Linked DNA regions of Mus musculus: all the other regions are linked to region 2. Evidence: chromatin contacts called from public ChIA-PET and promoter capture Hi-C data. All regions are on one chromosome and are shown on one strand. Each heading gives the region's core, a stretch centred on a gene start, on an enhancer-like site or on the middle of the called end of the contact. The rest is flanking DNA. Distances are from core to core; before and after follow the strand shown. Region 1 overlaps Pcyt1a (phosphate cytidylyltransferase 1, choline, alpha isoform). Region 2 holds the start of Tfrc (transferrin receptor). Region 3 overlaps Muc4 (mucin 4).

Evidence for each region. Promoter capture Hi-C pulls out the DNA fragments that hold promoters and counts their contacts. ChIA-PET counts read pairs in DNA pulled down with a chosen protein or histone mark.
Region 1: a contact with region 2 is called in a promoter capture Hi-C map of neural stem cells. The contact joins the enhancer-like site here to the promoter of Tfrc in region 2. A contact is called at or near these places in 1 of 39 promoter capture datasets (neural stem cells), 3 of 484 Hi-C or Micro-C datasets (LSK cells, cardiomyocytes and myeloid progenitors), 4 of 115 datasets of contacts at active chromatin or transcription factors (the SCID.adh cell line, embryonic stem cells and forebrain) and 3 of 9 other capture datasets (adipose tissue, liver and pancreatic islet).
Region 3: an RNA polymerase II ChIA-PET map of memory CD8 T cells shows a contact between it and region 2, with 44 read pairs. The contact joins the enhancer-like site here to the promoter of Tfrc in region 2. A contact is called at or near these places in 1 of 39 promoter capture datasets (the 3T3-L1 cell line), 3 of 115 datasets of contacts at active chromatin or transcription factors (effector CD8 T cells, memory CD8 T cells and pancreatic cancer cells) and 1 of 9 other capture datasets (adipose tissue).

The regions. Positions count from the first base shown.
Region 1 is chr16:32,455,061-32,459,654 of GRCm38.p6, forward strand. It overlaps Pcyt1a (phosphate cytidylyltransferase 1, choline, alpha isoform), which reads left to right. Exons shown (of 9, transcript NM_009981.4): 3 at 152-251. Among named protein-coding and RNA genes, the nearest start is that of Pcyt1a, 26 kb to the left of the region's middle. Within about 2 kb of position 3,146, at least 29 of the 459 cell types and tissues checked have an H3K27ac peak or open chromatin away from gene starts, as enhancers often do. A contact at or near this core is called in myeloid progenitors and neural stem cells, where this site is marked.
Region 2 is chr16:32,606,372-32,610,615 of GRCm38.p6, forward strand. It overlaps Tfrc (transferrin receptor), which reads left to right and starts at 2,525. Exons shown (of 19, transcript NM_011638.4): 1 at 2,525-2,665.
Region 3 is chr16:32,749,319-32,754,164 of GRCm38.p6, forward strand. It overlaps Muc4 (mucin 4), which reads left to right. Exons shown (of 27, transcript NM_080457.3): 2 at 879-4,076; 3 at 4,079-4,844. Among named protein-coding and RNA genes, the nearest start is that of Muc4, 16 kb to the left of the region's middle. Within about 2 kb of position 1,558, at least 23 of the 459 cell types and tissues checked have an H3K27ac peak or open chromatin away from gene starts, as enhancers often do. A contact at or near this core is called in effector CD8 T cells and memory CD8 T cells, where this site is marked.

The DNA.
Region 1 (4,594 bases), core at 1,896-4,395, 150 kb before region 2:
GCAACGTTCACTCTTCACTTTAGAATACTTTCCTTTCCTTCTCAGTGTTATGAAGTTTTAGTCACACGATTGAATAACTGACTGTCCTTTAAAGGTATATCGAGTACTTCAGTGAACACCATTGAATTTAACTTAATTTTTTCTTGTTCAGGGTTTACGGCAGCCAGCTCCTTTTTCTGATGAAATTGAAGTTGACTTTAGTAAGCCCTATGTCAGGGTGACTATGGAAGAAGCCTGCAGGGGAACTCCGTGTAAGTAACTGCTTAACTGTTTTATTTGCTGTAGTGTTCAGCATGCTAGTCTGCCTCAGTGCTCTGCTGGAGGGGTGACTTCTTCACTCTATAAAACTCTACATTGTTTTCCTTGTTATGCATTTGTTTCGTGGGTTGTTGGCTTAGTGGTCATGAAACAGAAAAACAAATAAAAAATATCACAACTATTAGCCTGATGGCTGAGAATGTCGCTCATTGGTAGGTTGCCTGCCTAGTGTGTTCAAGGACCTGGGTTTGATCCCCGGGGTGGCAGAAAAGACAAGACAAGAATCTTGCTAGCTCTAGCTGAATTATGACTTGTTTGCTTATTTGGTTTTTTGTGAGGCAGAGAAATCAAACCTAGAGCCTGTATTTCTTGCCCTGTGATTATGTCTGTTTTTACAAATATCCAAATAATTAATATACTGTCATATACTTTTCCTAGCCTCAGCATTTTTTCCACAATTCTTTCTCATGGTGTCAGTCAACTACAATTACACCTGTAATCTCAGCTTGGAAGTAGAGGCAGGAGGATCATTTCAAATCATCTTTGGCTATCACAAAGCAAATTTGAGGCCAGACTGAAGTTGAGACACTGTCTCAAAAAGCCACCCAACCTCACAGAAAAAAATAACTTATCCATTGTCTTAATTAGGGTTTTACTGCTGTGAACAGACACCATGACCAAGACAAGTCTTATAAAGGACAACATTTAAGTGGGGCTGGCTTACAGGTTCAGAGGTTCAGTCTATCATCAAGGTAGGAGCAGGGCAGCATCTAGGCAGGCATGGTGCAGGCAGAGCTGAGAGTTCTACATCTTCATCTGAAGGCTGGCTTCCAGGCAGCCTAGGACAAAGGGTATTAAAGCCCACACCCACAGTGACACACCTACTCCAAAATGCCACACCTCCTAATAGTGCTACTCCCTGGCCCAAGCATATACAAACATCACACCCATTGACTCCAGTTTCAGGGACTTGACACCCTTTTTGGCCTCTGTGGGCAGTGCATGCACAAGATATACAGACACAGCTGGGTGTGGTGGTGCACATTTTAAATTCCAGCACTCAGGAGGTAGAGGCAAACATATCTCTAAAATCAAGTACAGCCTGGTCTACAAGAGTGAGTTCCAGGAAAGCCAGGGCTAAATAGTGAGACCCTGTCTTGAAAAAAAACTAAAACCAACCAATCAACCAACCAACCAACCAAACAAACAAACAAAAAACCGGAAAGACATATATGCAGGTAAAACACAAAAAACAAACAAATAAAAGGAACAAAATAGACTACCTACCCACACAAATGAAACATCTCATAAGCATTTGTGGTAAATGCTAAGTCATATAAGCAGTCAGGCAGCTATTCCTTCTTTTTTATAAATCTCCCATTCTTTCTTTACTTTTTTCTAATCTTTTTCCTGTTCTGATTACCATGATAAGTATGCTATCTATTCTACCAATATAGGGCTGAACTTAACTCCAGGCAAGCACAAAGAGTAAGAGGTCATTACAACCACAATACAGTCTCGCACATATGCAATGAGTTTATGAATTTTACCTCTCATCCTTGTTCCTGGTTGGCCTGGAACTCTGTAGACCTGACCAGGCTGACCTGGAACTCAAAGAGCCACCTGCCTCTGTTCCTTGACCCCTGTGCCAGCCTTGGGATTAAAGGTGATTGTAGTTTGGTTTGGTTTGTTTTTGACAGTGTCTCTCTGTGTTGCCTTGTAACCCACAGAGATCTGCCTCCCAAGTACTGGGATTAAAAGTTGTGCACTGTGATTACTTCTTAATTGTGTTTATGGTTTTTTTTCTAAGTAATGAATAGTAAAGTGTGACTGGAAATGGTGCTAGACAATGTCATTCTGGCTAGGGGATCCCAGGACCCATTGGCTGTATTTATTATTATAATACCTAGAGTCCTAAAACAACAACAAATACTAGCCCCTGAGATTATTCTTTTTATGCAAAAAGTATTTAGCCGGGCGTGGTGGCTCACGCCTTTAATCCCAGCACTCGGGAGGCGGAGGCAGGCGGATTTCTGAGTTCGAGGCCAGCCTGGTCTAAAAAGTGAGTTCCAGGACAGCCAGGACTGTACAGAGAAACCCTGTCTCGAAAACCCAAAAAAAAAAAAAAAAAAAAAAAAAGTATCTAGATATGACTCATCTTATACTACCTTTCTAATTCATGAAGCGAATTTAATTAATTTGTTATTTAATGGGACAGGTTTTCACTATGTAGCCTCTTAAATTTTTAAAAAATTACATTTCTCTACTTATTTTGTGTGTATGTCTATGTGTGCATGTTGAGATGAGGGACAACTTTCAGAAGTTGGTTCTCTCCTTCTACCGTATGTCTTGGGAACTGAACTCAAGTTGGTAGGCTTGGTGGCAAGTACCTTTATCCACCGAGTCATTTCACTGGCCTGGAGGTCAAATTTCAAAATGCCAACGGACAGTTCATGTTTCACATTCAACCATGGGATAAAATCTGATGAGTCAGGAACTTTTTATGTATAGCATAACGACACACGTTCAGAATACCTTACTCAGATCTCTGCACAGTTACCCAGAGTGTTGTTAGATTATCCACATATCATCTTGGTAATTTCAAAAACTGAAAATATGTGTGGTGGTAGGCTGAGGGTGTGACGCTGAGGAAGAGCACAGGCTTAGCTCTCCTCAGACTGTGGGTTCAGTGTGTAGTGACTGATTGACAGAATATCTCAGTAGACAGTGAATTGAAACTGGGTTTTGCCTGGCTGGGGAAGGCATCTGCTTGCTTAGCAAGAGTAATGCAGCCACCTTATTTATAACCAGAGAGTGACTGGCAGTTGCTCTCAACAAGATGAGACAGTTGCCAATCAGGGTGTGGCTTATTGGTGCTTGCTTCTCCGGAGACTTTTGCAACAGTGACCCCTTCTGACCATTTGGCTAAAATGGTCATGCGTATTGCTCCCCTCAGAGCCTGGAGGTGAGGCCTTCCTCAGGATACTGCTGCGGTGGAGCACTTGGAAGGGGCACTGCAGAAGTGTAGGTGCGTGTTGCTTGGGAAAGGTCAGCTGTGTTTTATTGTGCTGGCAAATAGTCTTCCTGAGTAACATTCCGCTTTTCCCTCCCTAGACAGTGATTACTCGGCCAGACCACCCCTTGCTTTGCTGTGGCTATTCTACAATATGTTCGTAGCTTTTACCGTCTAGTCTGCCTTTTAGGATCAAGTAAAAGGGTGTCATAGCCCCTCAAGCCTTGCTTCAGAAAACCCAGTGTTAGTTTCTTCATGAATTCTTGGATTAAAAGTAGATAAAAAAAACAACTCATGGTTTTTGTTGTTGTTGTTTTGTTTTCGAGACACGGTTTCCTCTGTGTAACCTGGGCTGTCCTGGAACTTACTCTATAAACCCAGGCTAACCTTAAACTCAAGAGATCCTCCTGCCTTTGCAGGAGTACTGGGATTAAAGCCATGAGCTACCACTGCTCAGCTGATTCTCAACTCACGTTTTATTTTATTTTGTCCTGTAGGTAAATAAACCAAGTTTAAAAAGGAAGGAAGCTGGTTGACAACTTGAGCTAACCTTTACGTTATAGGACAATAGTAAATAAACATCAATAGGACAATGCCATAGCTCCATGGTAAAGCAGGTGCAGGGATCCCTGGGTTTTTAATTCTTAGTATCAAAAGAAAACCACAGCAGGTGGCAGCAGCACAAACCTTTAATCTCAGCACTCCGGAGGCAGAGGCTTGGAGGATCTCGCTGAGTTCGAGGCCAGCCTGATCTACAGAGTAAGTTCCAGGCCAGCCTGATCTACAGAGTAAGTTCCAGGACAGCCAGAGCTACACAGAGAAACCCTATCTCAAAGGAAGGAAGAAACACACTTATTATTTTCTATTATATTGTCCTGTTTTACTTAATTCTAATGTTTGGGCCAGCAAGATTGATTCATAGGTAAAGGAGCTTGCCGCCAAGCCCATCAGCCTGAGTTCAGTCCCCAGACCCCACACAGTGGCTCCCACAAGTGTCCTCTGTTCTCTATGTGTCTCCATGGTGTGCTTGCATATGCTTGCTCTCTGTCTCTTTCTTTTATACCCATACACACATACTAGATAAAAGCAAAAATTTCAGTAAGAATGTATTTCCTGTATTATAACCTGATGTGGCACCCACAGCACTGAAAGAACGCAGATTGAGAAGTCTTCCTCTCAGCCTGTCTCCCCGCCATCACGTCTCTCTTAACAGCAACCAGGACGATCAGCTTCTTGTGTCTGTCCAAGTACCTAGCTTATGGCTCCTGCACCATGTCATGGGCTCAGTTTTCCAGTAAAGTGTTGTCTCCACACCTTTGCTAT
Region 2 (4,244 bases), core at 1,275-3,774:
ACTATGTTTCATGTGGCCCCCACCCCCACCCTGCCCCCACCGGCATGGCCTCACTAAGTGGTTCTGGATGTCCTGGTGTCCACTATGTAGACCAGGCTCACAGAGATGGCATTAAAAGCTAACCAAGCATGTTTCATTTCAATCCTGTAAACTACTGAGCCTCCTGGAGTAGAAGAGAAAACGCTCACTTTGGTTGTCATGCTAACAAGAAATGACAATCCATGACAAAATAGGTGAATGTATAGAATAGGAGGCAAAAGAAATGGTTTCTTTTCTATTCTGTTATATACAAGCTCTGCAACAAAGGAAGACAAATTACCATTCATTTTCTTGAGGTTGCAGAGGAGGGGGAGCCTGCAAACCTCCCGGCAAAAGGGGTTAGTGGGGGAGTTAATCATATCGAGTCCACTATCACTCGATAATGCATGAAAAGAAAATTATTACCACTTCTCGGCCTTTTGGCTAAGATCAAGTGTGAAAAGAAAAATATTGGCATTCTCTTTGATGTTGACTTTATAATTTCTGTTAGTTAGTATAAAACTACTACTTGCAATTCCATAGAAACAAATAGTATTCAATTGCATTTCCTAAACCATTTATTTATTTATTTATTTATTTATTTTCACAAAGGTATCAAATTTTCACCCCAGGCTTGGTGCAGCTCAGTTAGTAGAGAGCTTGCCTACCACCCAGGATGCCCCGGGCTCCTTCTTTAGCATCCTGGGTGTAGTAGCATAGGCTTGTACTCCCAGCACTTTGGAGATGGAGACTGGAGGATTAGACCAGCCTGGGCTACATGAGATCAAGTCTCCCTCTCCCCCTCCCTCTCTCTCTCTCTCCCTTTCTTTCTTCTTATTGGATATTTTATTTATTTACATTTCAAATGTTATCCTCTTTCCCAGTTTCCCCTCCACAAACTTCCTCTCCCATCTCCCCGAGACCCAGTCTTTAAGAAAAAAAATTTTTTTTTTTTTTTTTGCCATAAGATGGCCCAGTAAATACCTATGTTTGATCCTGCACAAGATGGGAGGCAACCAACTCCCAAACATTGTCCTCTGACTTCATGAGCACCCAGGTTCATAACCACACACACACACACACACACACACACACTAAAAATAGAATAAAAAATTTAAGTGAAACAGAAAGACCTTCACTTCAAACTGCCATCATTGTTTTCATTTGTTTTTTGAGATGGAGGTTCTTGCTGTACAGCCTAAGCTGGCCTGGAAGTCACCCATCTTTCTGCTCCAAATTCTGAGCTATGGGGGTACCAAACACTGCTGTGTGCTTCTGTGCTTCTCTTACAGGGACTCAGTCTATAGCCGGAATCATTATTTCTTCTTTTTTTTTTCTTCTTCCTCTTCCTCTTCCCCTTCCTCTTCCTCTTCTCTCCCATCCCCCTCTCCCTCCTCCTCTTCCTTACCCCCTCTTCTTCCTCTTCCTCTTCCTTTTTTGTTTTTTGTTTTATTGTTTTTAGACAGGGTTTCTTTTTGTAGCCCTGGTTGTTCTGGAACTCTCTATGTAGACCAGGCTGGCCTGAACTCAAGAGATATGCCTGCTCTGCCTTTCACTGGAATTAAGGCCTGTGCCACCAAGACCTGCTTATGGTCTGAATTTCAGAGATCTCTCAATGGCTGTGTGCTCTGGCTTTATATATATTTTCTGGAGTAGTACAATTTGGACAAAGAAGGGTCTAAAGGGACCAGCAGTTAGTAAATCCCAAATACGCGTTGAATTTTAGAGCAGATAAGCCAAAGGTCAAATTCGTGGCTGGGAAGTAGATTAGTACTTTAAAAGACATTCCCAGGGTCCCTAAGGGCTCCATCTGGGAGCGCGCTATCTGTAGTCCTGTTGTGGTTTAAGATACCACTCTCTTTGTTATTTGTAAATTTACCACAGGCTGGGCAGTAAAGTACAGATAGGAAGAAAAGAGTGTGAACGTTTGCAGTTTTAACAGAACTCCTTTTATTTGCTATGCATTGCAACAACCCTCTAAAAGCAATAATGGCGATAAACATGCAAGTTAATCTACAACTTTATCACCCTAGTAAATCATTGGTTCCTATTTCCCTTCCATAGGCTGAACATAGTGAGCACTGGTAGCTCTTTGCTTGGCTTAAGCGCTGCTTGTTAAAATCTAAAAAAAAAAAAAAAAAAGATTTGCAGTTTTGCTTTAAAGTTTTTCCTTTAAAGCATCTCTGAGCTGCAAAAACTCGTCTTTAGGATATGGTTTTGGCGGAGACCTAAGCCTGCAAGTAGGAATATTTTAAAGAGTAAAGGCTGATACTTTCGAACTTGCACCGCAGGGTTGGGTGTCGGTCAAGGTTAGGCGGAGGGCGACAGGCCAACTCCAAAGACACGGCGGGGGAGGGGTGCGGTGGAGAAAGCGAGCCGCAGCCAATCGCACGCGCTCTCCCGACACCTGCCGCCTTGGCGCCTTTTCTAGGCTACTCCGCGCACGCACTGGCTGCGCGCGCAGTTCGCCTCCAGCGGTCTTGGGGGAGCACCTCGGTAGGTGTACGTGCGGAAGGAAGTGACGTAGATCCAGAGGGCCGGCCGGGGGGTGGGGCCGAGCTATAAGCTTTGGGTGGGAGGCAGCGCTGCCTTCAGAAGGCGTGCGGAGCGCGGGCTGCTGCATTGCGGACTGTAGAGGCGCTTCCTAGTGAGTGACTCCCTTGTCAGCGGCACGGCCCATCGTGGTCCTCGCGTGGCGGGCGGACCAGAGCGAGACGCCAGGGCCTGGGTGGTGCGGGCGGGGAGGCGGAGGGGTGTCGCGGAGTCCGGGGCTGAGGAGCGCGGGTTGCAGGTGCAGCGCGGTGGGTGTGGGGAGCCGCTGTACCCTGCGCCCCTCGGGTCCTCCGGGCCTTCGCAGGCCAGTGCTAGGCCGCGGGTTCGAGAGTCACCACGCTGAGGCGCAGGCTTGTTCCGCCGGGAGCACGTGGTGGCGGCTGGAGGAAGTCGCCCCAGGGAACGGCTGTCGGGGTACGTGGGTGACCTTGGGGCCCCTCGCAGGAGGGCGTCACAGCTGAAAAGGACAAAGCTGTTTTCTATTCGGTTACTAGTGTCACGGACATTTAGAGGGGCGGGGGGAGCTTCCAATAACTGCACGTTGGAACTTCGGCACCACCTGGTCGGTTTTTTTGCCAGTCTCTCCCTCTTGGCCCAGCGTGTGGAATCTCATTTTTCTAGGGCAGAATAGGTCTGAACGCTGCAGGTAATACTAAGAACGTCTCTAGCATCTCCTAAGATGGGAGAACGTAGAAATACGACCTCTTTGTACGAGCTCTTTTAGAACTAGCTGTAGAGAACCAGCGTGCACCCTGGTGTTGGACAGCTCTCTAAAATGGTGTTTGAGGGTAAGAAAACTGCATTTGCAAATTTTTCAGTTAGCACACTTTGTCCCGAGCGTAAAATGAAATGATCTCCTTATACTTAGGCAGAAGACTGGACTGGATTGCTGTTCAGTTTCTGTGCTATTTTTTTAAAATAGGATTTAAGTGGGAAATAGTTGTGTTACAGAAATTCTCGGCTATTCTGTGCTATTTTTTTTTAAATAGGATTTAAGTGGGAAATAGTTGTGTTACAGAAATTCTCGGCTACCTGATACTTTTATTCTAAGATTAGATGAGTTGGCTCTGAGCTGTGAAATATGACCTCTTTGACAAAGACATTTAAGCTGATTCAGGATGTTATCTACAAAGAAAACGGGATTTAGCTTGTGTGGGTCCACTTGCATTTATTTTCTGTTAAGGATTATAATAAACTGCTTTATACAGGAATCCAATATCAGCTGTTTTTTATATAGAGAGCATAATACTTTTTACTTTGAGAGAGGATGTTGTCAAGGAATGGTGGCTGTGAACCTGGCCTGTGTTGACTGGTTAGATCTGTCTGCCTAACCCCACCCTAAGGCTAAGTAGTTATATGCTTGTGGCAATGTGCTTATTTATAATAGGGCAAGATTATGGGCTAAATTTGGGTTAGACAACAATGAAAGTTAATTAAACGACCCTCAGGCCTTGGGTCTACTATGTGTAAGTGATTTCCTTCTCTCCCAGATGAGTGCTATACAAAATAAACTTCAGTGACCTCAAGTGGTTTTGACCTTTTGGTTGCTATTCAGAAAACTATGGAAATGAAAACCTGCTACCTATTTCCTATTGCCTTTTCAATTTCCCAAAGAAGGTCTCCCCTATGAATCCATGGGTAGCCTTGAACTCAGATCCACCTGCTTCTGTTTG
Region 3 (4,846 bases), core at 308-2,807, 140 kb after region 2:
TGGGGTGGATAGGATGTCCTCTAACCCCCTGTTGTGATTTTTAAAGATTTATTTATTTATATTGTATATATGAGTACACTGCAACTCATCTTCAGATTGTAGCTGTCTTCAGACCCACGAGAAGGGGGCATCAGATCCAATAAAAGATGGTAGTGAACCCCCATGTGGTTGCAGGGAATGGAATTCAGAACCTCTGGAAGAGCATTCGGTGCTCTTAACTGCTGAGCTATCTCTTAAGATTCTCATAGGTCCTAGGTATTTTTCTTTTTTTGGGTCCCTTTCCTCTGGGAAGGAAAAAAACCTGAACACTGTATTTTCTACCTGTATTGCTGAAGATGAATGCAATTGAGGCAAGCTGGATGCATGATTTAGATGGATTCTTTCATTCTCATGATAAAAGTTACTAACAGAAAATATTTCTCTGGATTCCTAAAGATGCCTTTAAACTCAGTAAGACAGGGCTGTGATGTGCTGCTCACCCTCCTGCACAGCTTTAATTGGAGAGCTTTTGATCACATGATCTGTGTGCGTGCTTTAATAATATAGTGTTGTAGACGTGGCAGATGGCTCTTGGCTTCCCAGTTTAACCTGAGGAATGTCCAGGTTTCATGGGATCCATCAGATGTAACTAGTTTTCAAAAACATCAATAATGCAAGCAAAACACCATCGCAAGTTACTGCACTATTTATCAGTAAATTGGTGTGTACTTGTGTGCAGAACTCATAACTGTGGTTAAGTAAGTGAAACTACACAGAAATCAGTATGTAGAGAAGTTAAAAGGATTGTTAGCTGAATGAAAGAATTCAGTTAGAAGTTACCATTTATCTAAACAAATTCTGCAAGATAATAAAGTCGTTGTTTGTTTTATTTCAAGAAGATGCTCTAGCAACAACATCAACACAGACACCCATGTCCCTTTCCAGCAGCACCAGAACATCCCAAATGAGCTCACAAGCATCGACCTCATCAACATCTTCTGACAGAAGGACAAGTAAAACAGAACAAACATCAACAAGGGATACTCCAAGTTCCATAACAACAGTTTCTCAGAGCCATCATACTACAAGCATGGAGACCAGCAAACCTCAAACCACCACAACCACCGAGGTGACCACATCAACTCCTTCAGCCTCCTCACGTGACCAAATACAGACAGAGACAAGTTCTCAAAGAACAATCTCTCCTGATGGAACAACCACCTCACATGCTCCCAGTATCAGCAGCTCAGCTCCAAGTACAACACACATGTTAACCACAACATCCTCCACAGAAAGTACCTCAGTAGACTCAGGACACACAACAGCAATAACAACTCAAGGTTTAACACCTGCCACCGCACAAGTCTCACTGACACCTTCATCCCAGAATATGTCAACAGTGTCAACACCCATCACCTCAACTCTTACTCAGAGACAACACACTGGAAGCAAGCAGACCAGCAGCAAATCTCAAGTCAACATAGTCACATCAACTCTTTCAACCTCTACAAGTGACTCAACTCCTGCACAGACAATGTCTCAAGTGACATCATCTTCAGATAAAAGAACCAAGCCATCTACTTCTGGTGTCAGCAGTACATCACTAACTACAACAGAAGTGCTCACCCAAACATCCTCTACAGACTCTGCTCCAGGAAACACAACTCTGAGGATTACTCAGAACTCTACAACACATACCACGAAAGTCTCAACAACATCTACACCACAAAAACTGTCACCAGTGTCAACACTCATCAATTCAAGTCAAAAAATGTCAACCCTTCCTCAGAACCAACACACTGAAAGCATGGACACCAGCAGACAACCTCAAACCACCACAACCATAGAGGTGACCACATCAACCCCTTCAGCCTCCTCACTTCACCAAATTCAGACAGAGACAAATTCCCCAAAAACAATCTCTCCTGGTGAGACAACCACCTCACATGCTCCGAACATGAGAAGCTCACCACCAAAGACATCACAGATACTAACCACAATGCCCTCCACAAAAAGTACCTCAGTAGACACAAAACAAACAAAGGCAATAACTACTAAAGTTTCTACACCTGACACCACACAGGTCTCGATGACACCTTCATCCCAGAAATTGCCAACACACAGCACGTCTACTCAGGAATTAACATCTTCTTACAGCCAACATATTCAAAGCAAGGGGACCAGCAGCAAATCTCAAACAACCACAAACACCAAGGTGAACACATCAACTCCTTCAGCCTCCTCACGTGACAAAATTCAGACAGAGACAAGTTCCCAAAGAACAAACTCTCCTGGCGAGAAAAGGACATCACATGCTCCCAGCATGAGCAGCTCAGCTCCAAGTACAACACACATGTTATCCACAACATCCTCCAATCAAAGTACCTCAGTAGACACAGGACAAACAACATCAGTAACAGCTCAAGGTTCTACACCTGCCATCACACAGACCTCATTGACACCTTCATCCCAGAATACGTCAACAGTGTCAACACCCATCACCTCTACTCACAAATTGTCAACCCTTTCTCAGAGCCAACACACTGGAAGCAAGGGGACCAGCAGCAATCCTCAAACTACCACCACCACAGAGGTGACCACATCAACTCCTTCAGCCACCACCCATGACCAAATTCAGACAGAGACAAGTTCCCAAAACACAATCTCTCCTGGTGAGACAACCACCTCATATGCTCCCATCATGAGCAGCTCAGCTCCAAGTACAACACATATGTTATCCACAACATCCTCCACTCAAAGTACCTCAGTAGACACAAGACACACTACAACATTAACGAATCAAGGATCTACACCTGCCACCACACAGGTCTCACCTTCATCCCAGAACATGTCAACAGTGTCAGCACCCATCACCTCAACTCAAATTTTGTCAACCTTTCCTCAGAGCCAACACACTGGAAGCAAGGGGACCAGCAGCAATCCTCAAACTACCACCACCCCAGTGGTGACCACATCAAATCCTTCAGCCACCTCACGTGACCAAATTCAGACAGAGACAAGTTCCCAAAGAACAATCTCTCCTGGTGAGACAACCACCTCATATGCTTCCATCATGAGCAGCTCAGCTCCAAGTACAACACACATGTTAACCACAACATCCTCCACTCAAAGTACCTCAGTAGACACAAGACACACAATAGCAGTAAGGACTCAAGGTTCTACACCTGCCACCACACAGGTCTCACCTTCATCCCAGAACATGTCAACAGTGTCAACACCCATCACCTCAACTCAAATTTTGTCAACCCTTCCTCAGAGCCAACACACTGGAAGCAAGGGGACCAGCAGCAATCCTCAAACTACCACAAGCCCAGTGGTAACCACATCAACTCCTTCAGGCACCTCAGGTGACCAAATTCAGACAGAGACAAGTTCCCAAAGAACAATCTCTCCCGGCAAGACAACCACTTCACATGCTCTCAACATAAACAGCTCAGCTCCAAGTACAACACACATGTTATCCACAACATCCTCCACTCAAAGTACCTCAGGAGACACAAGACACACAACAGCAGGAAGGACTCAAGGTTCTACACCTGCCACCACACAGGTCTCACCTTCATCCCAGAACATGTCAACAGTGTCAGCACCCATCACCTCAATTCAAATGTTGTCAACCCTTCCTCAGAGCCAACACACTGAAAGCAAGAGTACCAGCACCAATCCTCAAACTACCACCACCCCAGAGGTGACCACATCAAATCCTTCAGCCACCTCACATGACCAAATTGAGACAGAAACAAGTTCCCAAAGAACAATCTCTCCTGGTGAGACAACCACCTCATATGCTCCCATCATGAGCAGCTCAGCTCCAAGTACAACACACATGTTATCCACAACATCCTCCACTCAAAGTACCTCAGTAGACACAAGAAACACTACAACATTAACGACTCAAGGATCTACACCTGCCACCACACAGGTCTCACCTTCATCCAAGAACATGTCAACAGTGTCAACACCAATCACCTCTACTCACAAATTGTCAACCCTTCCTCAGAGCCAACACACTGGAAGCAATGGGACCAGCAGCTCAAGTTCTACACCTGCCACACACAGGTCTCACCTTCATCCCAGAACATGTCAACAGTGTCAACACCCATCACCACTACTCACAAATTGTCAACCCTTTCTCAGAGCCAACACACTGGAAGCAAGGGGACCAGCAGCAATCCTCAAACTACCACAACGCCAGTGATGACCACATCAACTCCTTCAGCCACCACCCATGACCAAATTCAGACAGAGACAAGTTCTCAAAGAACAATCTCTCATGGTGAGACAACCACCTCATATGCTCCCATCATGAGCAGCTCAGCTCCAAGTACAACACACATGTTATCAACAGCATCCTCTACTCAAATTACCTCAGTAGACACAAGACACACAACAGCAATAACAACTCAAGGTTCTACACCTGCCACCACACAGGTCTCACCTTCATCCCAGAACATGTCAACAGTGTCAGCACCCATCACCTCAATTCAAATTTTGTCAACCCTTCCTCAGAGCCAACACACTGGAAGCAAGGGGACCAGCACCAATCCTCAAACTACCACCACCCCAGAGGTGACCACATCAACTCCTTCAGCCACCTCACGTGACCAAATTCAGACAGAGACAAGTTCCCAAAGAACAATCTCTCCTGGTGAGACAACCACCTCACATGCTCCCATCATGAGCAGCTCAGCTCCAAGTACAACACACATGTTATCCACAACATCCTCCACTCAAAGTACCTCAGTAGACACAAGACACACAACAGCAGGAAGGACTCAAGGTTCTACACCTGCCACCACACAGGTCTCACCTTCCTCCCAGAACATGACAACCACCTCACATGCTC